Regions from separate parts of the Rattus norvegicus genome. Here region 2 is linked to region 1. Evidence: chromatin contacts called from public Hi-C data. All regions are on one chromosome and are shown on one strand. Each heading gives the region's core, a stretch centred on a gene start, on an enhancer-like site or on the middle of the called end of the contact. The rest is flanking DNA. Distances are from core to core; before and after follow the strand shown.

The links. A called contact is a pair of places that touch in the nucleus more often than the background predicts.
Region 2: a Hi-C map of mammary epithelial cells shows a contact between it and region 1, with 1.6 times the contacts expected there. The contact joins the promoter of Gpr107 here to the enhancer-like site in region 1. A contact is called at or near these places in 3 of 12 Hi-C or Micro-C datasets (kidney, liver and mammary epithelial cells).

Annotation. Positions count from the first base shown.
Region 1 is chr3:34,784,134-34,787,506 of GRCr8, reverse strand. It overlaps Fnbp1 (formin binding protein 1), which reads left to right. Exons shown (of 17, transcript NM_001393677.1): 2 at 3,062-3,177. Among named protein-coding and RNA genes, the nearest start is that of Fnbp1, 36 kb to the left of the region's middle. Within about 2 kb of position 1,671, at least 39 of the 93 cell types and tissues checked have an H3K27ac peak or open chromatin away from gene starts, as enhancers often do. A contact at or near this core is called in kidney, where this site is marked.
Region 2 is chr3:34,830,956-34,834,328 of GRCr8, reverse strand. It overlaps Gpr107 (G protein-coupled receptor 107), which reads right to left and starts at 1,867. Exons shown (of 18, transcript NM_001107828.1): 1 at 1,712-1,867. The coding sequence starts at 1,834.

The sequences.
Region 1 (3,373 bases), core at 422-2,921:
ATAGGGTGTTTTATCACTGCAAAAGGAAGGAAATTAGGACACGTGACTCTGATTGACTCAAGGTTGATGTAGAGGCGAGCTTAAAGCACAGCTCAGCTCCAGCACTCAACAATGCCCATATTGTGTTTGAAAGAGATCGAATCACGCACTCGGGGAATCAAGAGACAACAGGAAGCTTTTAGAAGGGAGTGGGTATGTATTTGTGGGGTAGATTGTGGCGAGGATTGGTCTCATGGGTGCACACCTTACCTTTAGACACTCCGGGTTATATATGTTAAGTGTGTATAGCTTCCGTCGCTGTTGGCAGAGGCTCACTGTATTGGTCAGGCTGGCCTTGAAATCTCGGTTCCATGTGATCCTCCTGTCTAAGCTTTCTGAGAGGTGGGAATATAAATGTATACATCACTGTGTGCAGTCTCTTTAAAAAGATTTTATGGGGCAGGGGGAGGGGATAGGAGGCTTATGGACAGGAAACCAGGAAAGGGAATATACATTTGAAATGTAAATAAAGAAATATATCCAATAAGAAAAGACTAATGTTCCACAATGGATATTTAAATATATTTTAATTATGTCTCTAATGTTAAATAAATTCATATTTAATAAAAAATTATTTTATTTTATTGAGGGGTTGTGTGGCTTGAGACAGGGTTTCTCTGTGTAGCCCTGGCTGTCCTGGAACCCCTTCTGAAGACCAGGCTGTCCTCAAACTCAGAGACCCGCCTGCCTCTGCCTTCCAAGTGCTGGGATTAAAGGTGTGCACCACCATACCGCTGGTGGGCAATTTTATTTTTACTTATTCTTGTATGTATATGTTTGTGAGTTCGACCACATAAATAAGTGGAGGTTAGAAGCCTAAGATCCCCTGGAGTTGGACTTACACAGGACCAAGTGGATGCCGAGAACAAAGCCGGTGCTCTGCAAGAGCCGTATGTGACCTTAACCATTGAGCCATCTCAGCTCACCCTCCCCCTTTTTTGAGAAGGCATCTTATGTAGACCAGGCTGTTTTTAATTTTGCTATATAGCTGAGGATGACCCTAAGCTTCTGATCCTCCTTCCTCTACTTTCTAAGTGCTGAATTTACAGGGGTGTGGACCACACAGTTCATGAGGGGTTAGAGGTAGGAGCCAGGGCTTCCTGCGTGCTAAGGAAGCATTCTACCAACTGGGCCAGCGCTGTGTCGATGGCAGTCATAGCTCGGATGGGGCTGGAATGAACGCCTGAAGGGTGCCAGTTATATACTGCATGTCTTAAGACCTTGCATGTTTTAGAGAAATGAGGTAGGGGTTCCCGGGCACACTAGGGATGCCTAGCAGAACCGTTGAGATGGTTGGCAACCTGTGTCAGTGAAGCCCTGGAGCTGGCCAGACCCTCATTCTCTGGCCCTCTGAGGTTCCCTCTGAGGCAGCAGCACGCCTCCCATCTGACCTGGCTCGAGTCTCTTCCTGGGATGCTCTAATGCATTCTCTGGCTCTGTTCCACCACTCTCCTTCCTGGGCCAGTCCTCCCTGCTGCTCCTGTGTAGGGCTGCCCACCCCCTGGCACTCCGATCTGTGGCTGAAGCTTCAGCCCCGTCCACTTCCCGACGTCCTCCTGAGGGCTTAGTCCATCTGTGCTTGCAGACTCTGCTATGCATACCAAACCCTTTATTCACACGGCCAAACTGCACTGAGTTTTCTCCCTGTGTGGACTTTGCTTACGTGCAGGAAGCAGACTCGGACTCACCCTGGAGCCCTTCCCCCTTGCTCACATCTCCCTCAGAGTCTGCAGCCAATCTGTCACTTACAGTAGCATTTGCCAAGTGTCAGAATGGCTTCCTCCTGCTCTCATTCTCAGTCTCCTGACCTCGGTCTCCCATGATTCCAAGCAGATCTGTGGTCACGATCTTGCAAGAGCTCTCCAAATTCAAGTAGCTGGTTCTTTTTTTCTTTCTTTTTCAACGATTTATTTATTTATGTATGTGGGTACACTGTCGCTGTCTTCAGACACACAGGAAAGGGTATCAGATCTCATTATAGATGGTTGTGAGCCACCATGTGGTTGCTGGGAATTGAACTCAGAATCTTTGGAAGAGCAGTTGGTGCTCTCAACCACTGAGCCATCTCTTTAGCTCTTTCTTAAAAAGGAAAAAAAAAAAATGTAGGGTGGGTGCATGTCTTTAAGCTCAGCATCCCTGAGGTAGAGGCAGGTGGATTTCTGAATTCCAAGCCCCTGGTCACTTATCAAGTTCCAGGCCAACCAAGGCTACATAGTGAGACCCTGTCTCAATAACAACAACAACCACGACCACAACAGGAACAGGAGAGGAGAAAGCCAGAGAGATGGCCCAGCAGTTAAACGCACTGGCTGCTTTTCCAGAGGACTAGGGTTCAATTCCCAGCACCCATATGACAGCTCATTACTGGCTGTAACTCTGGACCCAGGGATCTGAGACCTCCTTCGGGGTACCAGGCACACTTGGGGCACTTACACACACGCAGGCAAAGCACCCACGTACAAATATAAGAAGTCGTTTGTTTCTTATTTTATTAGATATGCGTGAGCACATTGCATGAGGGTACTTAAGGAGTCTAGAAAGGGTTTCTGATATCCAGGAGCTAGAGTTATACCTGTGGGCTGCCTGACAGGAGTGCCAGGACTCAAACTCTGGCCGCCGTCTGCTAGAGCAGCTAGTGCTCTTAACTACTGAGCCGTCTCTTCTGCCCTAGTGTGCTCGTGTGTGTGTGTGTGTGTGTGTGTGTGTGTGTGTGTGTGTGTGTGTGTCTCACCTGTCAGCTTTTGGCATCTGAGACATTTTCCTTTGTAATGGAACATTAATTATATATAGAAGAAATGTGTCTAAAAGGAGGAGAGGGCAGGGAGGCTAACTCTGGACCGTGCTCAAACCAAATTTGGTAATGTTGGTGTAAAGCTCTCAACAGACACCCGCATCCTCAGTGTCATCATGGAAAATGCTAGAGCCACTGTCCTGGATCAGAGAAAATGATGGGGAGGGTGGCTCCCTAGAACTGGAAGCCATAGAATGAGACAATAAACTCCCCCCCCCTCTCTTCAAACAGGATCAGTTTGACAACTTGGAAAAACACACACAGTGGGGAATCGACATTCTTGAGAAATACATCAAGTTCGTCAAGGAGAGAACGGAGATTGAGCTCAGCTATGCCAAACAGCTCAGGTAAGGCAGCCTGGAGAGATGGCTGAGGTGCTGCAAGTGCGCAAAGGGTTCATTCCTCTTTCTATTAAAATTTTTATGACATTTATTTATTGATAGGGCAGGGGAGTATGTGCCGGGGTGTTTGTGTGAAGTAGAACATAAGCCAAGGAGTTGGTTTTCTCTCCTTCTATGGTGTGGGTCCTAGGGATTGAACTCA
Region 2 (3,373 bases), core at 618-3,117, 47 kb before region 1:
CACACACACACAGAGAGAGAGAGAGAGAGAGAGAGAGAGAGAGAGAGAGAGAGAGATCTTTTGAAAAAGAATCAATGCACATTCCTGACGTTTGATGATCATTTCGTGTTCTTGCAAGCCTGGGTTTTAACCTGATCGGGAAGATAATAAATAAAGGCTGCCTAAGAAAAAAAGATTCTAGTTCCAATTATAGGATAATCTCAGGGAACATGTTACAAGAGAGAAAACCATCAAGCCATTTGGCACAGGAGAGACATCAATCACAGAACTAAACTTAGGTTGACGCAAGAGAGAGGTCAACCACAGAACTACTCTAAGTTTACTACTACTACATAAAAAGGTTGGTCTGGAAGGTTGGAATATACTCATTACTCAGGCTGGCCAATATAAATACTGCCAGCGTTTGCCTATTGATACCTGGCACATGGCACTTTAATACTAGAAATGTTGGACAGGGAGCCAGGAGAGATGGTCCCAGTGTGTCCTGTTGCAAATTTTGTTTCTAATTCCTAAGCTTTATGAACTCAGCTAAATTATATACTCAATAAAAAACAATCTGCAAACCTCAAAATGGGAGAGTTTAGAAATCAGGGGTTCTCAGCCACAGAGTGATAAACCTGCAAACTTGGATACACTGATAAACTGTACCAAGATTGTGAAGCTACAGGAAGGCCAAGAAAGCTGGGTGGCCTTCAGGAAGCATTTCTCTGGGGAGAGCTCCTGCAGCTTTCAGTGGATTTTATAAGGAGCCAAGACTGACCTGTCTTGCGGGTAAGAGCCACTCCACTCAAGATCAACTTAATTTACAAACAAAAGCGGATAGCCCGAGTATGCCCAAGTACAGTCTGTCTGTACCCTTTAAACTCTACATTTACAAGACTTTATTCTTCACACCTAATGGAAAGTATTTTTAAAAGACAGCTGTGCCCAGATCCACAACTTCTTGGAACATTGACTATTACGAATATGTACAAGGCTTTGAGTCATAATGATGTCATCTTCTGTTCTCCAGGTATATTAACAGGCTGACAATCCTGTGTAAGTCTTAGAGAACTTTATATTGTGGGTTAGTTACTATAGCGGTTCTTGGTGTTCATCTCAGGCCTGTCATAAACGTCTTCCTTAGGCAATGACCACAGAGGGAGAAAGAAAAAGGCCCATTACTTAGAAACACTTTGAACGATGAGTAAATTCTCAGGCTTGTTTTTTCTTCTTGAAATCAAGGCATGTATTTCAAGCAAGATTTGAATTACTCTTGGGGATCCTGGCTTTGGTCAGTCAATTGAGCATCCCAAACCAAGCAGGAAAAACAGGCTAGGATTCCGCACAACTTCAACGCGCCAGATCAAGGAGCACAGAAGGGCGGAGAAGGCGGACAAGAGAAATCGTAATTACATTTATGAAAGGGTGAGTGGGGAAGGTTGTCACCAACGTGGAATCCAGGGAGGCCAGCTGGGAATCGCAGGAGCGGCCTCCGGGTCTTTGGAGATTTAGGCCGCGGCTGGACCTCTTCCCTACGACCTCAAACCCGCAGGGATCAGACTATCCCAGGCGGCCGCAAGGCGTAGTCCATCCCCACAGGGCAGCGCAGACCCCTTAGCTCAAGGGCCGAACTTAGAGACCCCGCAGGGCTAAAGTTGGCTCAGCCCCGGACAGCGGCCGCGCCCCCGTCGCCACTCCCTGATCCTGCCCCCAGCCTGCCAGGCCTTACTTTGAGCGCCAGGTGATGGACGCGGCCCAAGCTGGGGTCGACGAGCAGCTCCAACAATGCCAGCAGTGGTAGCAGCCGCGGGCAGAAGGAGCCCGTGCAGCCGAGGGGTACCCGGACGGCCATATTTATTCCAGCATCACCAGCTGCTTCCTCTCCCACTCACTTCCGGGTCAAAGTGCGGCGTCCCGGACGTGCTCTGGAAGGGGGCGGGGCTGCCGCCTCCCAGGTCCTTGAGATCATTTTCCGGGAAAATGCAACTCTGGTCTCCGAAGGACCTGAGCGGACCACCTCCTGACTGTTCAGTTGGCTTCCCAGGGCGGACTTCCGGCAAAGCCCCCATGGCGGAGCAAGTCCAACACGGACCTCCTTTCCGCCTCGCCTGGCTTGGGGGATTGAAGGACCTGGACAGAAGCCTGGAACCCTCAATGTCCGCCACTGACCCTGGCGGTTGACTGGAATGTCGTCGGTGGTAATAGCTTAGGAATTGCTGGCCTGTCTTAGATTCCTCGACTTATTATCCTAGGCCTTTTACACAAATCGCAGACTTAAAATAGTTGCAGTAATAGGATTTATTGAGTACAAGTGAAGCAATCCACTAGGCTTTTTTTTTTTTAAGTGGCATTTAATCTTTGGGGCAGTCTAATCAGATAAGAGGTAGGTGTCATGCTTTTTTTCTAGTCTACCTAATAAGAGATGGTCATTTTGTCCAGGCTGAGCTGGGAATCACATGCAAATTTTTAACTGATACGTCATTTTGTCTTGTGTGATTTCGTGCCGACGGTGCAGTCCGAGCCTTAATGTTTTCTATTTTGGTTTCTTTGGAAACTTTGCTTTTGATCCTTGGCACTTAATGGAATGACTTCGTTATAGATCCCTGGTTCCACTGTTTAACAAGGGGTTACGGGAAACAAGCATATTAAAACTGCTGATAACCAAGTCTGTTTAGTCTTTTGGTTCTTGTTTTTAACTGGACGCACAAGTAACATATGCTTCTGTGTATGTGCGCATAATTATTTAAGCAAAATAGGACAAAATGAAAACACTGGGGACTCCACTACCGGGCAACCACCACTGTATAGGTGTGTGAACATCTACGACAGAATCAGATTTCTATAGCTTTTTAACTGGAACAGTTAACAGGATATATTCTAAAGGTCTGGTTGCTTGGTTTTTTTTAAATTATGTATGTGTGTGCCATGTGTAGGTATCTGAGGGGACCAGAAGATGGTGTCACCCTCCGGAGCTGGAGTTACAGGCAATTATGTGTTACCTGACATCATGGGTGCTGTATACTGAACTCAGTTACTCTAAAAGAGTAGTAAGTGCTCTTTTTTTTTTTTTGGTTCTTTTTTTCGGAGCTGGGGACCGAACCTAGGTAAGCGCTCTACCACTGAGCTAAATTCCCAACCCCGTAAGTGCTCTTAACCACTCAGCAATGTCTCTATAATAGACATTATAGATGTCTATTATATATAGATAATAGATCTATATCTATATTACATATAGGTAGGTAATTAAGTTTTTATGTATGTTGGTTTTGTGTGTATGTGTGTGTGTATATATATGTATACATATATACATGTATATGTATACATATATACATATACACATATATACATATATATGTGCATATATGTATATATGTGTGTGTATATACATATA